2 separate regions of the Gasterosteus aculeatus genome follow, and region 1 is linked to region 2. A link is a contact called in public Hi-C data. All regions are on one chromosome and are shown on one strand. Each heading gives the region's core, a stretch centred on a gene start, on an enhancer-like site or on the middle of the called end of the contact. The rest is flanking DNA. Distances are from core to core; before and after follow the strand shown.

The links. A called contact is a pair of places that touch in the nucleus more often than the background predicts.
Region 1: a Hi-C map of skeletal muscle shows a contact between it and region 2, with 3 times the contacts expected there. The contact joins two enhancer-like sites. A contact is called at or near these places in 2 of 6 Hi-C or Micro-C datasets (both in skeletal muscle).

Annotation. Positions count from the first base shown.
Region 1 is chr13:12,161,527-12,166,151 of fGasAcu3.hap1.1, reverse strand. All of the region lies in intron 1 of LOC120831200 (a long non-coding RNA gene), which reads left to right. Among protein-coding and RNA genes, the nearest start is that of LOC120831200, 7.0 kb to the left of the region's middle. Within about 2 kb of position 2,326, at least 2 of the 9 cell types and tissues checked have open chromatin away from gene starts, as enhancers often do.
Region 2 is chr13:12,103,149-12,107,397 of fGasAcu3.hap1.1, reverse strand. No RefSeq gene overlaps it. Among protein-coding and RNA genes, the nearest start is that of tmem161b, 20 kb to the left of the region's middle. Within about 2 kb of position 2,852, at least 2 of the 9 cell types and tissues checked have open chromatin away from gene starts, as enhancers often do.

The DNA of each region.
Region 1 (4,625 bases), core at 1,077-3,576, 59 kb before region 2:
AAGCCAAAGCGCAGATGATATTTCATAGAGGGCATTTCAATATGTCAAGTGTATGTGCACTGTTTGTGTTTGAACTAGGCCGTGGATGAATTTTAAATCCAAAGCTTTCAGGAAGGATATTTTCTAGAAACATAATGAGTGGGGGGGAAACATATAAGTGGCATATTGGTAGGTGCTTTAAGGATGAATCCAAGACTTCTTATGACTTTTTATATTTCAATGGGTCAATGGGACATATGGCCAGTCTCAGATGTAAATAAATTAAGTAATACACATGATGTATTATTTAATCAATGGTTTCATTGCACTTACATCTTGGTCGCCATCATAAACAATCAACCACCTCAAGTCGCAACCCAACTTGAGGTGGCTGTTACCTGACTGTTACACCCTCAGATGATAGACCCATCTGTGCAACACCATCTTAAAACGTTGAATTTAGCCACGTTGAAGGTGTGTATGTCTTTAGATTGTTGGGTTTCAAACTGTCTGATAATTCAATCATCTAGTTGAAGTTCAGCATGTTCAGAAATCTGTGACGCTGGCTTTTTTTTGCAACGGAGGATTATTCAGTGCAGTTTTAGACAGAGCCACAGTGGATGACTTCAACACTGCCTTCTCTGAAAAGGTCTCTTGCCCTCTTTGTCACACCGTCTGATAAAACTAGTGTCTCTTGTTCCCCGCTGACCCCTGTCAAACACGGCATATAATACCTGGTCATTTACCCGAAAGAAAATTTGGGTTGAGAAGCACTGAATAAAACAAGTTTTTGTTGTTTTCGATTAGATTGATTGAAATAGTAGCCAGGCTTTTTGAGGGAGAACACTGTTGTCATGTCACACACAAGGAAAACAGTTTCAATAAGCCTCCACTTTTCTCTCAAAAATCTTGTACAGTTATTTTGTGTACTAATTTTGTGAGTTCTTCATTTAAGCAAGAAATGGAAACATTGTTCTGGTGCATTTATAAGCCTATGGCTATAAGATGTACTATATTATTTTAGAATTAAAAAGGACCTCGGTCCAAACAGACAGTAATATATTCAATCTAGAAATGTATGTTGCCAGGAAAAAGCAGGATCACATGTTTAAACAACTGCAAATCACACTTGCATGCCTCTCCCAACTCAGTACATATTCAGTACTCCTGAGCTGCTTGGAGGGGAGATCAAGTATTAGTTGGCGGCGCTTTGAATATTCTTTATTGTCTGTCTCCAGAGATTGAGTAAATCTTGTCAATATGATTCACATTAGTAGTTTTTTTATGATCACCACTGCTGCCATGGCTCCTTAAAACCAGTGAACTGTCAGTGACGATGACGTGGACTCCATTTCTAAATTACAAACGTACCTGAAGCATCTTCTTGTCGCTATAAATGGGGCTGAATAGTGTCTTCTAGTGTGCGAGGTGCCCAAATGTATGCTTTTATATTATTTATAGAAGCGTTCCTGCATGTTGGTGGCCTCGCCATTTATTTCAAGAGACCCATTTCCTTATATATAAATGTACCCGTGTGGTTTGACTATGCGTGTAGAAATGGGTGGTTCCTTTTCCTTCCCCTCTGTAAACGCCGGCTACGTGCTTGACTTCCGCGCTCACACACACACAGTGCACCGCAGCCATTGTTGTCACGTGATTGGTTGAGTAACAAAAAAACCATGGCGACCGTAGAAGATGTTTTCATATTCATTGGCTGGGCAATCAGCATATTTCACATGAGCGTTGCCGGGTTTTTTAGCGTGCTTCCTCTTTGCCCGTGTGCTGTGTTTGACAGGTGCAGTAGCAGATTCATAATACGTATCAGGCCAGGGTCACTTTCTGTGCCAGACAAAGGATGTGAATATAGTTGTCATACGGATGCCGTTTGTTGCATGGCTATTTTTTTCTTACTCACAGCAGCCTACTCCCAGTTTGTTTTGTATTGAAAAAAATGGCAAACATATTACTCTTTTTTTCATAAGAAAGTTGTCATATGCGTTCTCTGCCATTTTAGTTACAATCAAAACACCTTCATCCATGTTAACTGAGGAGAAAAGTAGTGGTGTATTCATGCTGCTGAGGCTTGTGCTTGGGGCTGAAGGCTCAGCGTGCATCTTCGTTTGCATGTCTGTGTTTGCACACGTGTATGTTGTCCTGTCCGTTTGTCTTTGTAATTAAGTGACCCCGGCGTCTTGGACAGCTAGTGAGGCCACTACATGTTAATGAAAGGGAACAATAGCTGTGTCTCAGTCAACAACGTCTGTTTGTCTGGCCTCTCCATGTCTGTCTATTTCTGTGTGTGTGTGTGTGTGTGTGTGTGTGTGTCTCCTGGACATGAACTTGAACTTACAGGCAGCCAGACACCATCTGTTCACCAGGGGTAATGAATTCAGTGCATTCATTGCTGTGGTGCAAGCCAGGCCACCGCCAGCCATTGATGAGCAGATGACCCCTAGTCTGATTTAGCTCCTCATCACTAATATAATTCAACAAAACCAGCTGGGAGTAGGGGTGTTTATTTTGTTTGTTTGCCTGAAGAGAATAGTGAGAGTGGTGATGTGCCAGTAGGAGTGAAGCTTACATGCGTGTGTGCAGCATGCATGCTTCCCTACATGCATCTGTATGTTTCTCAATGTTTAATCATGTATTCATGAAGCCCTGTATTTTTCTCTTCCTGTTTTATCTTCGTCCCCTGTAAGGCTTATGCAAATGAATTGGCATGCAGCCGTTCCCTTCCTATATGCTGTCCTTTCCTTATTAAAGCACTGGCTTGCTGTTTTAACGACACGGCCATGCTGAATTTATTGCCTTGATAATTGAAAAGGGCCGGTTCTGTATTCCCACTGATAAAGTGTAAGTGAAACAAGCCGGGCACAATGTGAATTCCTGCAGGCCCTCCTCCTCCTCCTCCTCTTCCTCCAGCTCAAGCTCCTGTCACAATCGCAAGCATATACACACGCATGCGCACACACAATAAGGCTTTTCCCTCTGGTTGGTGTCGCCACGGCAACGGTAGGTGAGATCACCGAGCGCATGGCAGCATCAGCCTCTGCCAATGCAGGACAGATTTTTTTCTCTGTTTGGGGGGATGTGTGTGTGTGTGTGAGTGTGTGTATGTAGAGTGATCTATGCGAGAAACCAAATGCTACCAACTCCTTCGCTCTGTGGCTTACTGTAGACAAATTATAGTGTTTATATGTGTTTCCCATCAGGACACACATGCATTGGTTAATTGATTTAGTTTAAGTTTCTCTAGCGTTCTACATGAATTGATGTCATAAAGTCAGCTGTTAAAATCCCCCAAAAAGTCCGAGATTGTACATCGGTCATTCACACACATTAAGAGTCAAAAGATGTCATCGGCTTTATCAACGGCACCGTTGCCGATTAACAGGGATCTGATTGACCTCACTCCATAACACATCCGCCAGCCATAACTTGCCAATAAGCCACAGAGGAATGTCATGGTTGGGCCCTTTTTAATGACATCATGCATGGCCACTTGAGCGTCTTGTGGAGAGCAGCGGGCATGCTGTGCTCTATAGCCGTCCACATCAGCTAACTGCGACAACGTACATAACCAACATGCTAGTAGACCGTCAAAGATCTATTCCGTGCATAATATAATGCAATGACATACAGAATGACATATAGAACAATAGGCCACTAATGTGGATTCATACAGTTATACCAGTCAGTGAAGCTTGAGCCCAAAACTAAAAATTAATCCCAGAATTCTTTTCAGTGAAACACACAAATGCTCTGAAACTGATAAAGACGACGATTAGACTATGATTGTTATAAATATGGCCTGCCAATTGAAATCTGTAGCTTTTATTTGTATACTTAATTGTACATCATGCTGACAGTTACAAGAAAATAATTGTTTTGTTTTAGGATAATAATACTACTTTTCATTATTTTAAAACATATTTGTTCATAATTATCTGTGACGGCATTGAGAAAACATTGTGGTTGTCTTGTCCTAGTGTTTTTTTTAAGTATAAACCTTGTCACATTGTTTTCCAGATAATTTGTCAAAAGCACAACAATATTAAAGTAATACAATTTGAGCTGATGATGGTATTACGTCACCACTTAAACGATCCAGGTATTGCTGCCTAAATGATACTACAGTCATACGATGACACCTACAAACGGCACATGTTGTGGGGATTAAGGTGTAGACCAGAATGCAAACGCTATGTTTTAAACTTTGTTCCTATATTGCCAACATAGCTAACATAATCAAGGTAACATAGATGATAATAATGCCAACAAGTATATTATAATTTCAGCTGTGTTGCCTCACTATGAGACAGCTAAAGTGTGGTAGCAATAGTGCCCAATGAGGATGTGTGTGTTAGTAAGACTTTTGCACTGAAGCTGTCTTCCTGGATATCTGTGCTCTGCTGGCGTTTGATTATTAAAATAACATGCATTATAAATAAATTAGTATAATTGCATTTGAAATATGCTTTGAATCTGCTTTGAAGATAAAAGGGTGTAAATAATGTATTTCATGTCAGTGCATTATTCATCCTCTATTAATTACAAAAATCAGGCGCTCAGTGTTTTTCTCTGTCGGTAGTGGATGTTGTTTTTTTCTGTTACATCGGTATTCATTTCATCGAAGAGGAGGGGCT
Region 2 (4,249 bases), core at 1,603-4,102:
AAACAGCGGCATCAATTACTTCAGATCAGTATATAGTTTCCACAAGCAGCAGACAGATTTGTATCAATTATCTTGTATTAACATGTTTAACTTTAACACCTCTTGATAATCTGTGTGTTTTTAATATGATCCTTGATTTACTGGAAACCTGTATTCAACGGCAAATTCAAGGTAGATTCCAATAGTTAGCCACGCTGTACCAAACGCGCTGTGTGTCAATGTCTTCATATTGAAAAATCAGGACATCGATCGATCGATTTTTCAAGGCATCAATATTAATTGATCTACTGATTTGTTATTATTATTTTAAACCTTTTTGTATCCTCTTTCTTTTGATAAAACCCCCACTGTGTATGGCTTCTTCATAATGACAACCAACAGAGTGGGCTGCCCCCTAGTGTCACCAACTGAGTGTGACAGCATGGGAGAGGGAAGGAGGGGGAGGGGGAGGGGGTGTCGTGCTTGCTTTGAGCATTAGCAAAATGCCAGCTTTTCAGTGCCATCCAATGAGAGGACACCTTGGTAACGCATTCACCCATCCAGTGGAACTACGTGACAAATGCAAATGCCCCAAGATCAAGGTTTCTCCTTGGCGCTGGCGCAGCACTTGTTTCTCTCCTTTCATGTCCGAATGATGATGGTAATAATAAGACGGGAGGACAGGCCTAAGATTGGGCCACAGGAGGAACGAGCATCGATGAGATCTTTGATATCGAATGCTGCATCCTACGATATTAGTGTCATTTGTGGAGCGGTTTGACTGACAGTTTATTAGAAAATAGTGATAATTGCACCACTGTCCTCGTCCATGTTTTATGTTTCAATCTCTGACACTTTGATGCACACTGGTGAATGTGGTGCTCAAATTAGGACAAAGGCGGTGCTGCCTTTTGTCAGTTCCATACTGAAGAAACACGGAAACAAACAAATATCTGTTTTTTATTTGGTTTTACACTCAAACAAATACACCAATACTGTATAAAAGTATATATTTGCACACGGGTACTCACAATAGAAACTGCTTCATTTTGCTCCAGGAATCCTGTCATTTTGCGTGCCTCAAGTCCAGTAGACTTCATTTTCAGCGTTGTATTTCATTAGGCTGATGATGCACATTTTATTCACGAAGCACTTCAACCCCAGATTGCTCTATGTGTCCTAATTAAGATGTGCTGTTTTCAGGAAATATGAAATTGATTGTAAGAAGAAGGTGTTACATTTGCCACATTACTCTGGATAAAGGGAGACATTTCTGTCAGTCATCTTGTACCAGAGACGCTTATAAATACCTACAGAGGTTTCTAGGATTATGAACGATTGTGAATTGTGTTCCCCACACATGCAGAATGTCGTGGCGTCCTGTGGAGGATAAAAGGAAAAAATAGACACGTTAACAAATATTTCAAAACATCAAACGACAAAACACTAAAAATAAAAAGGTATTCATGTCACTGTTTTGTTCTGTATTGTATTTTCTGGAAACGTATATGCTGTAGTAAGTAAATTTAGCAAGAATGTGTTGTTTTTATGGAATGAGTTGATAAGAGAAAATCCCCAAATAAGCATCTTTGTTCATATGGTAATAGGAACTCAAATTCAGAAAATCAATAAACAAGAATAATTGTAGGGGATTTCCATAAAATAAGCAATATTGTCAACTCTTCAAACAATATTCAAAATGTGACCTTTACTCAGAGTGTTAATTTATTTATTTCATCCTGTTTGTCTGTGAGAAGGTCTGTTGACATCGTGTTGTCTCAAGCGACCCTTGACCTCTTTTTGTGACCTGCTGCCAACCACAGAGGAGGGCAACAAGTCCTTTAGAGGAGCCTCTTGGGGAAACTGGCCCCTGGACACAAGGGCCCCCGGCTTCTTTTGGTGCAAAAACACAGTGATACTGTAGCTCCCGTCTCTTTTGGCTCTCACTGTCTGCTGGGGGGACATGGAAGAGAAGGACTGAGACATGGAATACATACTTATGCAGCAAGAGTAGATGTTTTTGCAAAAGGCATGTGCAAAATGATTTGTGTGTGCGTATGTTAGTCCGTGTTTGTGTAACTTTTCCCACTTTTTTTTAAAGCCAGCTACATAAAACACTCAGGAGACTATAGAGGGGGAAACTAAAAAGCTAACTTTTAACTCGAGAATATGAAAAACGAGGAGCTATAGAAAAACACGGGCCACTTTCATCATTATCAATTTATTTCTAATGAAAGACAGAATGATATTTCACTTTTAGCACATTAGATGTAGCGTTTACCATTAAAAAGCTCAAGTTCTTTTGAAGGTATTTCTTTTTTTCGTCCTACAGAGCGACTATTCACTGGTAGTGGTGAATGCATATTAAGGAAGAAAATCATTCACCTTATTCAATGCATGGCGGTAAATTACGGCATTATCTCTGCTCGGAAAGAAAGAAGGTGGAGAGGGGGTTGAAGTGGAGATGAGGGAGGGTGGGGGAAATTAAGAAAAGGGTGTGGAAAAAAAGCACGAACCTACACACATACTCCCTTCAGCCTGGACTCAATGGGAAAGATTATGCTGGGCCTTATCCAGTAGGGCCTGTCAGATTTATTTCCGACATCAAGGGAGTCTCTGCTGTCTCAAACCCCATCCATCAGCACCGTGTCTGGGCTTCTGTGTGGTCAGTGTCCTGGATGGAGGCTGAACGTGGAAAGCTGGAGGAGACTGGAGGTGTTTACGTGCGTGTGTGTGTGTGTGTGTGTGTGTGTTGGGGAGGGGAGGGGGGCATCTGAAGCAGGACTGGTTGCCAGGGCACACGGGCCAGTGGCATTCTGCACCGCCTGGCATCCCATGGTGCAATGGGAGCACTAGTCCTTGGTAAGTCACCAGTGGAGGGGAAAAACACTGTCATAGAGATGAAAGGGGGAGGGGGGGCGGCTCCCCCCCCCACTCTGATCTAAGAGAGAAAATAAAATAGGCAGACTAGAGAGAGTTTTAGAGTGTGTATCTCACTGTACTCCATGACAATATGTCTCACATTCGAAATCCTTATTATAGTTTGGATCTGGAAAAAAGGGAATGTGCTTTCATTGTTCAGGGACACGTCCCCTTTCACACACTCACACACACACACACACACACACACACACTATTCCCTTCACCCAGGTGCCTGTGCCACACCACCCACCCCTGTCGTTCTGCACGATGTAACCTAGCAACTATTTAATTAAAATAGCATCAGCAAGGAAAGAGGCTTTTTTTTTATCCCTTGCAACAATTTCCACCAATCAGAGTGCTTTTCAGCACACCATGAATCATAACTGACGCTATGCATGCAACCTTATTGTAACCCTCACATCCCCTTCTTTGTTTCTACATTTGGTTATTTCAGAAAGACCTGGCCTTTCAGGTCTGGTAGAACATACCGGATGTCATATACATCTGCTGCAGTGGCACCTTATATACATCAACTGGCCAGAGATTTAATGCAGAACGTTATTATGCCACAGAGTTGTACAAGCAAGGCCATCACCTCTCTGTCCTTCAGAGTAGTCTATTAAGGATAATATGACGCCTCCTCTTCAAGACCCCCCCCCCCCCCCAACCCCTCCTTTTCCCTTTGTATGCCAAATCACAGCACCCTCTATTTCAGCGTAAAAAGAGGCGCCTCTTACCATGCTCTACATGTGTGCCAAGCCTGGGCAGCGCGGAGCAATTAGAGGAAATGTGAAGCGGCTCCACGTGTCAGCGTACATCGGACTTACTGTCACTCAAACCACATCCATGACTCCTCTGCTGTGAGAAACAAACAATGGAGCAATATACTGGTTCAGGGATGTCAAAACCGGATGCCCCCATCTCTGTTTTGTTATCTCTTTGCCGGTCTTTTTGTCTTGTGCTTTTTCTGCTGCTGCTAATGGACACCCTGATGTATCATAGCACTGAAGTTATCTGTCCTTTCTTGATTTCCTGTAATGTAACATGTTGTATAGTACAGGTGCATCTGAGGGATACTGGTGACTTTCTCTCAATAGGGGGGAGAACCTCTGCCAGGACTCAAGAAGCAATGCACTGAGAGTCGTAGTAAGTGGCCATGACGAGCATCCATCCAAATGTTACATTATCGGGTTGACCTCTGCTTCAGGTAAACTCAGGCTTTTGAGCAATAATGATACATTTCTTCCTTTTATGTCCCTCTTTTCTTATGCACATTATATCCATTTCTAAAAAACAGCTTGACCACTCAAGACGCTGCAATTCAAACATAGAAATTTAAGATCAGAGA